Regions from separate parts of the Sus scrofa genome. Here region 2 is linked to region 1. Evidence: chromatin contacts called from public HiChIP or PLAC-seq data. All regions are on one chromosome and are shown on one strand. The core of a region is the stretch at or near the end of the contact, and the rest is flanking DNA. Distances in the headings are between cores, read along the strand shown. Region 1 has its middle 160 kb from the start of TGFBR2. Region 2 overlaps TGFBR2 (TGF-beta receptor type-2).

What was found. HiChIP or PLAC-seq counts read pairs in DNA pulled down with a chosen protein or histone mark.
Region 2: an H3K27ac HiChIP or PLAC-seq map of skeletal muscle shows a contact between it and region 1, with 4 times the contacts expected there. The contact joins two enhancer-like sites. A contact is called at or near these places in 1 of 47 Hi-C or Micro-C datasets (embryonic fibroblasts) and 1 of 2 datasets of contacts at active chromatin or transcription factors (skeletal muscle).

The regions. Positions count from the first base shown.
Region 1 is chr13:16,616,364-16,623,519 of Sscrofa11.1, reverse strand. No RefSeq gene overlaps it. Among named protein-coding and RNA genes, the nearest start is that of TGFBR2, 160 kb to the left of the region's middle. Within about 2 kb of position 2,474, at least 17 of the 83 cell types and tissues checked have an H3K27ac peak or open chromatin away from gene starts, as enhancers often do. A contact at or near this core is called in skeletal muscle, where this site is marked.
Region 2 is chr13:16,874,150-16,881,305 of Sscrofa11.1, reverse strand. It overlaps TGFBR2 (TGF-beta receptor type-2), which reads right to left. Exons shown (of 7, transcript XM_021071493.1): 7 at 5,478-7,156. Among named protein-coding and RNA genes, the nearest start is that of TGFBR2, 93 kb to the right of the region's middle. Within about 2 kb of position 2,460, at least 3 of the 83 cell types and tissues checked have an H3K27ac peak or open chromatin away from gene starts, as enhancers often do. A contact at or near this core is called in skeletal muscle, where this site is marked.

The sequences.
Region 1 (7,156 bases), core at 1,225-3,724:
CGGTCACCTATAGGAAGGTCTGGTTTAGCCAAAATTATTCTAGACATACATGGATGAGCAATCATAGACAAGGAGAGCTGGATTAAATCCAACAAGCTAAACTGACGATAAATGAAATGTATACCGGGCACCCTTCTAGCTTTCAGATTCATAGACAATAAGCCTTGTCTTACCTTGTCATTTTAGAAATAAGCACACTATAATTCAAGGTGGCCAAAACGTATCCAGTTACACACAGGACACCAGTGCGCAATTGAAGACAAAGACTGTTTCCTAGAATGGTGTTTTAACACTTTGTTGTGGAAACTTCTTTAAATTTCTTCAATTCAGTAGCATCAAGTGTTTTTTCTTACCGTCATTTTTAAGACCTTTTTTTTTTTAACAGAAGTTTTAGGTTCACAGCATAACTGAGAGGAAGGTACAGAGATTTCCCGCATGCCTCCTGCCCCCACACATGCACAGCCTCCCCCACTGCGAACATCCCCCATCAGAGTGCTGCATCTGTTATAGCTGATGAACATACATTGACTCATTATTATCATCCACATCCACAGTTGACACGAGGATTCCTTCTTGGTCTTGTACAATCTACGGTTTGGGACAAATGTGTAATGACATGTACTACCATTATAATATCATGCTGACTTTTTCACTACCCTGAAAATCCTCTGTGCTCTGCCTGTTCATCTGCCCTCCTCCCTAGCCCCTGGTAACAACTGATCTTTCCATTGTATCCATAGTTTTCTAAATGTCATGACCCTGTCTTTTTTTATTCTTAAATAAGATCAAATGCTTTCAGTCTTTAAAGGATAATCAAGTGACAGAATTCTTACTCCAGTTCACCCAGAAATATGGCTTTCTTGTACCTTTAGAGCAGAGCTGTGCAGATAAGAATTCATGTTTAATGGCCAAAAATGGTGGAAAGCAGGGAGTTCCCTGGTGGCATAGTGGGTTAAGGATTTGGTGTTGTCACAGTTGCGGCTCTGGTTGCTGTTGCAGTGCAGGTTTGATCCCTGGCCTGGGAATATCCGTATGCCTTGGCTACACCACCCCCGCCAAAAAAAGCAGTGGAAAGCAGTCAAAGAACATTTACATGAGTTCTACACCAAGCCTGCTTAAAAAAACACCCTTCCTTAGTAGGCACAATTGAGAACATTATCATATGCACAGAGTGTTATCAGGTGATTGTTTCACGGACCCCTCCCCAAGCCTCATCAGTTCTATCAGGAAGAAACAAAACTCCAGTTTCACATTCCAAGGTCCTCTAAGACACCCAAGGAAAACCCATGTTTAGACAGATCAGAGGAACTCTTGGTTCTCACAAAGCAGATCAGGAGCCTAGAAACAGAGAGGGGCCCTCCACAGCTTTGCAGAGGAGGTGTCCTGATGCTCTGGGCTGGGCCCTCTTTTGTAAAGGCTGGCCCTGCCCATGTTGGCTTAGACACACCCATGCCGGGAGAGGCTTGCATGCTCTCCAGCTGCCATGAAAGGCCAGGCTTGCCTTGGGAAGTGGAGCCAAGAATAATTAGCTGCTGTTCCCCTGGGAGCCCAGGTCCCCAGAGAAGGCTATTCTGGGAGGGAATGCATAGTTGACAGCATCCAGGCAATGAGGGCCAGAGTGTTGGTTGACGATATCCCAAGTGCCAAGGCAGGAACCATGTCCTGTGTAACTATTCTCAGTCTCTCACCTCGTACCTGGTACAGTTAGAGTCTCATCAGGTGCTTTTTTGAGTGAATGAACAAACAGAACTTACTCTCTAAATAAAAGATATCCCCCAAACGCTCAAAAATCTTTCTTTGCACAGAGTTCTTAATGTAGTCAGTGACAGGGATTGCTTCTCTGCTGTCATCAAAATTGGGCCTATTATTAGCATGGCTTGTAGTTGATTCAACTGGCCCAGAGTTGGTATGCCATGAGCCTTTAACTCACAACAAATGATAACCACAGGAAACATGTGCCTGGTGCAGGCAGAAGACTGCACAGAGCTGTGGTTTCTCTACATATGCACACGTTTTATTTTGTTTTTTTCCTGTGTAGAATTTCAAAATTGAAAAACCACATGCCTTGAATTATAAATGCAATAAACAAATAACATTAGCTCTCTTTCTTGCTCTGTTGTATTTAAGGATGATGCTCTGGGATAATTTTCATCTGGGGATAGAGGTGCTATATTGCTATTGGGGCTAAAGCCATAAAAATTATCTTGGCTTTTTTTAGGTAATTTCAAAAATAGATCACAAGACGTTAAGCCTGGGGCCTCTTCCAATTGTGCAAGGGCTGCAGTTACATTAACAATTATGAGGGCAGAAGCTGTGTCAATTGTAATCACTTTTAACATCATTTTTGGGCCATTATAGCCATACCGTGTTTTGGTGAGAACATTTAATCTTGCTTCTTTATTCAGATACACTGAAGGGGCTTCTGTAGACCAGAAGTTGACCAGCCATCTCTGTAAAGGGCCTGATGATAAGTATTTTATGCTCTGTGGCTTGTGTGGTGTCTGCTCTGCCTGTTGAGTCTGATGTGTGGGAGCACGTCAGCAATACATGAGTGAACAAGCATGGCTGCTTTCCCATAAAACTTTATTTATGGACCTGATATTGCAATTTCGTGTAATTTTTATTCATCATGGGATATGATTCCTTTGACTTTTTGCATCCATTTAAAAAAGTGAAGTCATTTTTAACTCACAGCTATATATGAAATGCAGATGATAGTCAGACTGGGCTCATGGGCTATAGTTGGCTGACCCCCTGTATTAGACTCCCTCCACCTCATCACACATGACTCTCACTTGCTTTTTGTCAATGGCTGACTTTCCATTCAGACTAGGGCAAAACCCATCACCCAGGGCCCAGAACCTATTCCACTGCCCTTGGCAGCCACCACACAGCCCCACCAGTCACACACCTGGAATTTCTGTCTCCTCCTCCCATTTTTAGAATAGTGTAGAAGAACTACACCTTGGGACAGGAAGCTGGCATCATGAAGTTCATCAAAGGGACCAAGCCATTCAACTCAGAAGCATGGAGCAGTTAATTGCCAATGAGGCCCTCTTGGTTCAATGGGAGGGGGCCTGCTTTGTCCATGGTATCACTGTTTCTTGAGCAAAATATTCTGAGGAATGCCACCTGGCTGAGTGTTTGTACCTTTTAAGTGGGATGCTCTGTCCAAAATATCCATCTCCCAGGAGTTGCTTCCTACGCTTTCCTTTCTCACTTTCCTTTTTCTGATCTCTGGTTGCCCTAGGTTTGTAGCTCCCTTATAAAGCACTTAATCCTTTCCTCAGGCTCTTTTTCTGGGGAACCCAGCTAAGACATTCTTAAGAAGATATACAAACACTAAAGAGTTCTCAGTCCAAAAGTAAATAAATAAAAGTAAGAAGTCTATCATTCAGTGTACTCAAAATACACGATAGGGATTCTGAATTCAGCCAGGGCCAGTCAGTTCCTGTAAATGCATGAGCCAGTGAGGAGTGATGCCAGCTGGGGAGCAGGCCTCCTTCAAAGAGGGAAGACAGAATTTAGCTTCAGTGATGCCAGTGCCCTGTAGGAAAGTGGGCTCAGGAGTCCCAGATCTTTCTATTCTTCCAGACTAGTTACCCATCTCAAATTTTGTATGAATTTTCCGTAGTTTTAAATGTTGGGAACTAATTTTACAGCTATAAACTCCATGTATGGTTAAACGTGTGGGCTAGAATTTGTTCATGCAATCTCTGGCTTGTGCCCTAGCTGGGGAGAGCATGTGCTAAATGAGTTGTGGAATGTGAGAGAAGCAACCAAGGAGAACCAGGGAGTGCCTCATGTAAGAGGTGTGTCTCAGGTGTGGCCATTTTTTCTTTGTCAGTTCCCCCGGAAGAAGGATAAAGCACTCAACTGTTCACAGTTAGGGCTCTGTTCTGTTTGTTCAACTGAGAAGACTTGGCCTATGATTTTTGGAAAATGCCATGTACTACCAGTCCTGGAGTGTTGTATGTGATCAAGACAGGAACGATGGCTGATATTTTTTTTTTCAGTCTCATACCCAGTGTTTGCCTATTTTCTGTGACATTCCAAACAGGGAGGAGTCTTACTTGTTTGAAGACCTCTGCTCAAAACTCTCCAAGCTTTTGATTTCATGTTGACATTTGCATAAATGTGAGTGCTGCATTCACCTTACATTTATTTCTTTTTAAAATCTTTTTAGGGCTGCACCCATGGCATGTGGAGATTCCCAGACTAGGCGTCAAATAGGAGCTGTGGCTGCTGGCCTACAACACAGCAATGAGGAATCCAAGCCGCATCTGCAACCTACACCACAGCTCACTGCAGTGCCAGATCCTTAACCCACTGAGCGAGACCAGGGATGGATCCCATATCCTCATGGATAGAGCTGGGTTTGTTTCTGCTGAGCCACAACGGAAACTCCCTTACATTTATTTCTTTTACCCTTAGCCTGACTTTATGTTTATCTCTAGGTAATACATTTCATATTTGTCCTATTCTACTGAGGAGAACTTTATCTGGAAAATAATTAGTTTGTCTCATAAAATCTTCCTTTTTTTGGTTAAAACCTCTCAGCTCCTTCAACCACTCTTCCCAGGCATTACTTCCAGTCTTTTCGCTATTTTCTTAGTCTGACCATGTGCTTGATTGTCTAAATCTCTTAGGACCTGGAACCATACATTGAAAAAAACTTATAGAGAGTTCCTGTTGTGGCGCAGTGGAAATGAATCCGATTAGGAACCATGAGGTTGCGGGTTTGATCCCTGGTTGTGGGTTAAGGATCCTGCGTTGCTGTGGCTGTGGTGTAGGCCGGCAGCTATTAGACCCTTAGCCTGGGAACCTCCATGTGCCGTGTGTGCGGCCCTAAAAAGACAAAAAGACAAAAAAAAAAAAAAAAAGAAAAAAGAAAGAAAAAGAAAAAGAAAAAAACCTTATAGAAAAGACTTGGTTACTGTAGAGTAAAATTAAATTACCAGTTTCCACACACAGGATGCTACATCTTGATTAATTTAGTCTAATACTGCATTTATTTTTCAGGTCTCCATGCCACACTGTGGATAATGTTATACTCAACTGCACAGGAATTAATCAAATGCATTCTTTTGAATTTGTACAGTTTTCTGAATTCATTTAAACCTGCTCTGTTTTATATTTATAGTCATATTTTTCCTTGGCTCCACTTTCATCCTCATTTTATTTTATTTTTTTTAGAGAGCATATTTGCAAGCTGCCTGAAATACTTTTGGAAATGAGATGGAGTATAAAGGAGTAATATAGAAGACACTATAACCAATCATTTTTATTTCTCAAAGTTACAGAAACAATGCTATTTTCTTGAAACCAGCCTGGATTAAGGATTCACATTTCACTATTCCTTTGGCAGCCTGTCAATTCATATTTGTTTACAGAAATAGTTCCCATGGAGATGTATGCTGGTGAATACTTTTTCTAACTCTGTGCATATACATATATATAAACATACACACGTATATTTATATGTATATATAAATAGTATAGTTCTATACATATAAAATGAACATACATTCCTTGAAGCAGTATCTGACTCAGAATTTCATGGTTTCCAATTGTCATTTTCATTGCTTTAGAATGGGTTTTATTGCCATCTGCTCCTGTCCCATTTTTCAATTCCAAGATTATATTTTCATGAATAATTTTATCAGAAATCTTGAGAGTGCCATCTTGCCTATAGGTAAATCAAATCATCTGGTTAATAACCAGGTCACCCCAGCACCAAGGACATGGGCCAACATCCTCTGGAACTTAGATGGTATCAGGCAAGATTTGACCAAGGAAACTGAACCAATACGAGTGGTATACTGTAAACTTTTTTTTTTTTAGCTATTCTGGCGCTCTGTGGCATATGAGTCCAAGCTAGGTCGAATCGAGCTGTAGCACCGCCTACGCACAGCCACAGCACGCTGGATCCAGCCGTCTGCACCTACACCACAGCTCACGCACGCCGATCGTACCCACTGAGCAGGCAGGACCAACCCGCAACCTCATGGTTCTAGTCGATTCGTAACCACTGGCCACGACGGAATCTGTAACTTTTTTTAAACTGAGATTTGACTGTTCACAGTTGAAGGAAATGGTTAAATAGTCTGTGTGTGCCTGTTGTTTCTCACTCTAGCATTGGAGTCTGAAGTCAGCAGGGCATGCAGTCAAGGAGAGATAAATATGAAGTGGGAGAGAAAAAAAGACAAGCAAATCCAGGAGGATGGCCTGGAAGCCCAGTCTGGAACCTTCCAACTTTAGTGATGGGAGTAGCCTGCAGAAGAAACTGCCATTTCACCTGGTTGCTGAGCCTACACCTGACCTGGGAACCTGGACCTGAAGGAGCAAGTGCCAGGCCCTGCTCACCTCCACCAGGTGTGTTCAGACCAGCTATCACACAGGTGAGCCCCTTCAGGGCCTGCCCATGTGCCTACCCTGACCTTGGAGTTTGAGAATAACTGGTTTACGCTTAAGTTCTAAACCCCACTGTATACATTTCTTGTAGCTCAGTCTAAGCTGGAATTCCACAGTGGAGGGAATACCGACAAACACCGTTCCCACTAAAACAGCATTGACACAGTGCCAATCTGCCACCCACTGAAACTTGTAGTCCCCTGGAGACAGTCTGAATGAGAGTTGTGTGGTTTTTCTTCCTGTCCTAAATCCTTGTCAGGTACCTCCGTCCCACTCCCCAGTTGTGTCCTGGGCGGGGCTGACATGTTGGCTAATCCCTGGGCATCGCTGTCTCAGAAACAGAGCCCACAGTGGGGGATGGAGAAGATGCCACGTGGGCATCCTGGCCTTTCCCTGATGCGCTTGTTGCTCCCTTCCCCCCTTGGGGTTGGGGCTGCAGCAGGTTCTCATGTTGGTTCCCAAGTAAACAGCCCTGCTTCCTGGCTTTCTCTAATCAGGTTGGCAGGGGGGATGTGGCCGCCTCTTCAGCAGCCTTCCTGTGCTGACAACACTGTTTGTTCCCATCTCCCGGGGGAGAAGTCGTCTTATCTTTGCTGTGCAACATATTTGGGAAAAACACATTTTTCTCTTATAGGAATTGATTATTGTGTTTCTTGAGACTAAAAAGGAAAGTCTTTCTGGTCCCAAACACTGACTTAAAAAATCATCTAAATCCCTCTTACATAGCAGAAAAAAGGACTAA
Region 2 (7,156 bases), core at 1,211-3,710, 260 kb before region 1:
GCCAACCCTATAATAAGATCCAGACAGCAAAGTTGGGAATAAGGCAGAGTGAACAACCAAAGCTTGATGGTCAGAGCTGTGAAGAATGATTTCTAAATGAGATCAAATAAGTACCAATGTTACTGACTTGGTAGTGTGTGAATTTCACCTTTTGAAATCAGCAGATTAAGTAAACCAGTTATTTGGTTGCTAACGACTCAGGTTCCAAGTTGATAGGCGATGAACATTTATGAGAAAATGGCAGGATCAGAGCTTAAGCAAAGGAAACGCTGGAGAATCAGAAACCCTAGGATTTAATGGAGTGTTGATCTCTGGAGCAGAGGGTCCCTGCGTAGTGCTCCCAGGCAAGGACTGTGGGTGCAGTGGGTGGTAAGCAAGTATCCCATGGGAGTAGCAGGGAAGCAAATATACGCCCCAGGCACTGAGGTTCACCCAAATCATACGAAGTGCCCTACAAGACAAGGAACCAGAGGGACAGGCAGACCTGAACAAACCCATACACAGGAAAATGGGCATCTCAGGGGCCATCAGACTTCATGGAGAACTGAGAGCCAGAACTCTCTAATTCCCATCCCATTGTTCTCACTGCACAAGACCTAGAACAACCAGAAAGCTTGAAAATTAGTAGGAAAGGTTGTCCCAAGAATAAGGGGCTGAATTTCCCACAGCTCTGTAGGATAGGGGTTCAGGATCACAAATAAATAAATCTATAGAAAAGATGTGTGACATTATTTGCACACCCAAGTTTGTAACCTGATGTTGATACCAGTACAGTTTAATTAGAATATTATGTTTTACTGCATCCATAGATGCTTCTCAAAAATAAGATTCTAGATATCCTTCTGGTTGATTTAATTCTGAAAAAAAATTCCAGAATAGTGAACTAGTGAGTTTATCACAGTTACACACACAGGCACACCAATACACATATAAACACATATAGAAAACAGCTCTAAAAACATACATAAAGAATATATATATATAAACTAATAAATGCAGGTCTAATGTTCAAGCAAAGTTCTCAGTGTACATATCCATTTCAAACAAAGAGCTAATAAATATAGCTGGCATTAATAATACTTAGTGTTTTTTCACATATGTTTTTCCTTATTATCTCCTCTGAGTTTTTCCAGCTTTCTAATGTAGGCAGGATAGGGAGAGTCCAGATAGGGCAAAAGAGCAATAATGGAAGAAGAAGTGGTAGATGGAGGAGCTTGGGTGAGACCCAAGACTCCTAGTCCCACAGGGCTCCATATGTACCACCACAGCCACACCAGGCACACTGACAACCCAGCCTCTCAAGGATAAGGGTGGTCTCTTTACAGTTACAGGGAAATAGGGCTTAGCTCCCTCAAGAGTCTGTTTTATCCAAAGATTTTGGGAATATCATGTCTTTAGTATGACAACAATACAACTTCATTTGGAAGCAGATATAATAATGCTTATATGCACTCTGTTCTAACCACTTTGAAAACAGTAGCTCTGTTTTTATACTAATTCTTACTACTCTCCCAGGGAGGGTCTACCATTACCCCATTTTACATGGTAGGAAACCAAAGGAATAAAACGGTTAAAAGGCTTACATCAAGTCAGACAGTCAATGCAGAGTTAGGATTTGAACCAAGGAGGCCTGACTCCAGAGGTCCCAATTTTAAGGATTTTGTTATGGATATTCAGACAAAACATGATTTTGAGGCATTTTATCCTTTTTGATGACCCTCTGGCCCCAAGGCTACCATTATTCTGTTGTTTATACTGCAGACACGAGATGGGGAAGATTTGAGGACAATCTCAAAGTGTTTTGCTGCACAAGCCGCACGTGGAGTGCCTTTTCAGGATCAGGGATGTGTGTGCCTGTGTGTGTGTGTGTGTAGAGACAAGAGGGAGAGAGCACACATTTCACACCATGTGCAATTTTAGCTTAATTCAAATAGGAAGACTATTAGCAAGCTATTTTTAAATGCACTGAAGATCAAGAGGTGTATTAGAGTTAAATTACACTCTGTGAGGCTGATTGGCAGGCCATGTTGTGGGAAAGTTCACAATCTTGTCTTTATCTGCATACTTTGCAAAGTAGGCCCAAAAGCCATGGCCCCAAACTCAGTGTGTGGAGCTATAATTATTCAAGTGAAAAAAAAAACTAATTAGAAATGTGATAAGTAACAATTAGGCAGCCTATTTCGGGAGGAAAATGAACAAAATTGCAAATGCCAACTGTGGTGACTTTTGTGAAAAAGGATGGGCATGCTTGCATACAGGAAAAGTTCTCTGTCACCTTGGGAAGGGATTTCCCTCAGGACTGGACTATTAGTGTGTCATTTGCATAGAGAGCTTAAAACAAAACCCACCCCTGCCAACTAGAAACTCCCAGGCACCAGGAGTGCCTGCATCCAGAGCTGCTGATGGTGCAAGGATCAAGACCCTGCCAAGTGTGCTTAGAGACTTACTGCCAACCAGGAATGCTCCTGACTTTGCAGCAGCCAGAACTGAAAGAACCCAGGCAAAACATAGCCTGCAAGAGGGGTCAGAACATCTTGGCTCCTGTTCTGGCTGGAGCACTTGGGCTGGAGCCCAGAGTTCACATGCCTTTGAGAAATGACTTTTGCTTCCTGGGCTCCCTGATGGCCACTCCTCGCCCCTCCAGTGCAAACTGCACCTTCCCCATCTGCATTTCAGGCTAAGGAATTAGACCCCCAAGTATTCCAGGGTTCCACCTTGCCCTCCAACTCTGGCCTCACCTTGTGCTCAAGGTCAGAGTGAGGCTCTGAAGTCTGACTGCTTCATTTCAAATCCTGGCCTTAAGACTGCTCACTGTGGGGCTTTTACTAATACCCAGGGAACATTTGGCTCCCTGCCTCTTTTTCCTTGCTTCTAATACAGAAGTAAGACTATATCGTAGGTTGGTAGTGATGATTAAAACAAATTTTAAAAGATGGTAAAACAGAGAAGATGGTGTTTGGTGCTTCCCGTGCTTCAGAAATTTTAGTGATTCACAAGGATTTGCTTCTTTAGGGGAAGCACACTAACCTTGTCATTCATACTCCCAGCTCCTGCGGTTGCCAGAAATAAAGACTGTTATCTACTTAATGCAGTAAAAAAAAGTCAATTTGGCTATAATTAAAATCAGCTATATTTCAAGCAAAGGCTGAATGTGTTTATTTTTTTTCTAGTACGTGTTAAAATAAAAAAAAACAAACCCACTAAAATAATGTTTTTAAAGTTTGGCACGATCCGAGATCTGAATCCATCTGAAAGACTAAGCTCATTTCACACATTAGATAACACTATTCACTCGTCTTCCAGTTGTACTCTCAGCAAAAATTTAGACAGCATTTCTTATATGCATGGGAAGTCAGCTGGGCAACAAGGCTGAGATTATGCCTCATTTGTCCGCATCAGGCAACAGCCCCATGTGGGGTGGAGGTAGAAGAGAACAATGCTGGTGCCATGTGAATGGGGTAGGACACATTCATGGTGGTGCGGTACACCCAGGTCCCTCAGGAGACAACATTAATTAGAGAAAAGAACCAAGCAATCTTCCAAATTGTTATTCCAAATTCTGGGCTCCAGGACAATATGGCTTTGCAAGCAGAGTCTACCTCTGTGAGACCCTAGGCATCTTCTGGAGTCCTCTGAGCAGTTTTTCTCATCTGTAAAATGGGCATAGTACCTACCTCATAGAGCTAGTGGAGGAGTCAGTCGAATGACACAGCGGGTCAGCAAACGGAAGTTCTCCCAGATCATTGGTCTCTCACAGGGCAGGTTCTTTCCTGTTGTCCAGGCCTGCAGTTTTTGTGTCCACTTCCTCTGCTTTGATAATGTGCTCTAGGATGTACCTCAAAATCTGCCTCCTTAGAGAGCAGCCCTGGCACACTAAACCAACCTAATATTGGCCCATATGGACTGAAGGCTTTCCAAGTTCAAGATGCAGCTCCAAAAGCTTTGCATGCATTGCCGATCACAGCAGTTTCTGATGTAGGATGAAGCCTGTAAAATTCCATTGCACGCAGAATTAAACAGGCATGGAGAGGTTAAGTAATTTGCCCAGGTCACACAGGTGGTAAATGGAGGAGCTGTTAATTGATAAAATTAGTAACCTCTAAAATTGCCGAGCTGCTAATTAAGACGAGGACTATAACTAATGTCCCCAGAATAGGACCACATCATCTAGCTAAGAGGTTCTCAACCGAGAGCGATTTGGTCTCCCAGGGAACATTTGGCAATGTGGCATTTGGTGGCATTCTTGGTTGTCACAGCTGCGGGGTACATGCACCATTGGTGGAAATGTAAATTGGTGTAGCCACTATGGAAAACAGTATGGAGGGGCCTCAAAAAATTAAACATAGAACTGCCATATTACCCAGCATTTCTACCTCTGGGTATTTAGCCAAAGAAAATGAAAATATTAACTTGAAAACATATCTGTGCCCCATGTTCACTGCATCATTATTTACAGTAGCCAAGAAAAGAGTACAACTCAAGTGTCCATTGATGGATGAATGGATAAAAAGAAGTGGCATATATATAAAAAAAATTAACAAGGGAATATTTTTCAACCATAAAAAAATCTTGCCATTTGTATTTCACATGGACAGAACTTGCAGACATTGTGTTTAGTGAAATAAGTCAGACAGAAGAAGGCAAATACCATGTGATATCACTTTTATGTGGAATTTGAAAAAAGAACAAGAAGAAAATAAGGAGTACAGAGAACAGACTGGTGGTCACCACAGGCAGGAAGTAGGGAGTGGATGAAATGGGTGAAGGGGAAGAGAATATAGAGACTTCCAATTTGTAAAATAAATAAGTCATGGTATGCAATGTACAGCATTGCAACTAGAGTTAATAATATTGTATTGCATATTTGAAAGTTGCTGAGAAGGTGAATCTTAAGATTTCTCATCACAAGAGCAAAAATTTGTAACTATCAATGGTGATGGATGTTAACTAGACTTAACTTTCGTGATGATTTCACAATATATACACATATTGAATCATTATATTATACACCTGAAACTAATGTAATGTTGTGTGTCACCTATACCTCAAAGAAAAAGCCCCAACTGGCATGCTCTGGCTGAGTGGAAGGAAGAGGGAGGACACCTGGCAGGAGGAAAATGATACCAGCCCGCTACTGTGAGAAGAGGCAGGAAGAGAAGGAGTGGGCAGCCACCTGTGCCACGCCCTGTGAGAAGCTGTGTGTAGATGCCAGAGGCTCCCAGGAGAGCAGGTGGACATGGTGGTTGGGTATGTAGAGGAACAGTGTGTGGGGACCTGGGATAAAGGGCAAGCCACCAGCAGCTTCTCCCACATCTCACAGTTTGCTTTTTAAAAACAGGGACCTGACACTCAGTTGAAGAAGACAATGTATGTGGAAAAGTTGGAGAGGATTTGTCCTGTGGCTTTTTTCTGCACAAATGCAAAATAACCAAATGAGGCTAATGGTCTTCTATGAATAGGAACAGGAGTCAGGAAGCTGACCTGAGTATTTTTGCTTTATTTATATAAAAGACAAACAATGCATAGAATGAAAATAAGTGCTTGAGACATTTGATATAAAAAGAGTATATAGGATTCACATTCCTATTTTAATACATGAGTATGAAGTGTTCATAAAAGAATAAAACTTTCCCTTTAAGTATAGTAGTGAAAAAGTCAGTATTTTTAGGAAGTACAGAATGTTATTCCTTGGTCTTTTTCTTGAATAAGGAAAAAAAAATAACATAAAGCAAGCCACAGTATCATTTGACACTAGATTCCAGTTTATGCTGATGATGACCCAGAAGTGCTAAGCTCTTCTGAATCTTGGAAGATCCCATTAACAAACTAGTATTCTGGAAATTCACCACTAGAGGTCAGTGAGCAATAGCTATTGGGATGGCATCAACAGCCCTAAAGTGCACAGCATTTCTGGGCACTTCCATGACATTGTGGTCAAGCTGTCTTAACTGTTCTCTCAGCCCACCTCTACCGAAGCAGCGTTCCAAAAAGTTCCACCTAATCCCAAGTTTCAGCATGTCTGCTAAAACCCCAATGAGATGAGACCTTCCAAAACCCAAGCAGAGCTGATCTGATCACTGCCAGTCACGCTTCAATATTCCTATTTGGCTGATAATAAGCTTTAAAACATTTCTTTAAAAGATACTGTTATTTGCAGCATTAACACTTGTTTGTGGATTAACAAGTTTCCTATGGAGTATTAAAGCTCAGTCTTTGTTCTTGTCCTTATGGACACAGAATTCCTAATTGCAAATGGGACTCCTGTGTCCCTCATTCAAATTCGGCAAAGCTTGGAAGGGCAGGTGTGCTGGAGAAACCAGTAACCATGACCAAAGCTTCTTGGAGTAAAGGGCTTGCCTCCCAAATGCAGACAGGAAGGCTGTTAATATACAAGCAAGAGAGAATTGGTTTAAAGGGAACTGCCCAAAGGAGGTCTCCACTGGTCCCCCAAAAGCCAACTTCAAATCTTAACCCCAGGAAGGGAACTGAAGTCCTTTTACATAGCCAGAGAATGACTGCACGAATGTCCACTTCTCACAGGGGACCTTGGTTAGGGGGCAGGTTTAATTCTCAGACTGGGGTGGGGGTGGGCAAACGTTCACAGGGGGAAGAGAGCAGCTTTCTAAGGGTGTCCACACCTTCATCTGTGAAGGATGTGGGCCAGAGAGAACTGGAAACCCCCTGCTATCTACTCTTACTTGGGGATCCAGATTTTGTTGTTGTTGTTGTTGCAAAATCTCCAAATATTTAAAAAGTGGCTTGGTTTTGTTAAATGCTATCTTGGCCAAGCAAAACACACATTCACAGTGCCTGAGGAAACACTCCCAACTGTGGCAGTGCTGTGCTGCTCAAATACCACTTGGCCAGAATGCATTTGAGCCCCCCAGAGCCCAGAAGGATGGAACATACTGGTGTTTGCATAGAAAACTGGAGACTGAAACCAAGGGAAGAACAACTAAAATAAAGAATCCAGAGGGCAGATCTGTTCCCTTTTAGGAAAGAGAACACTAACAGGGATAGGAAGAGTATTTTTTTTTTCTCTAAAGGAACAATTTCTCATTAGTAGATGTGGCAATTTCACAGTTGGGGGAAATGCGTCCTGATTTTCCTGCAGCTTTGAAGGTAGAAGATGGGGTTTACAAGGTTTAAGCAGTTA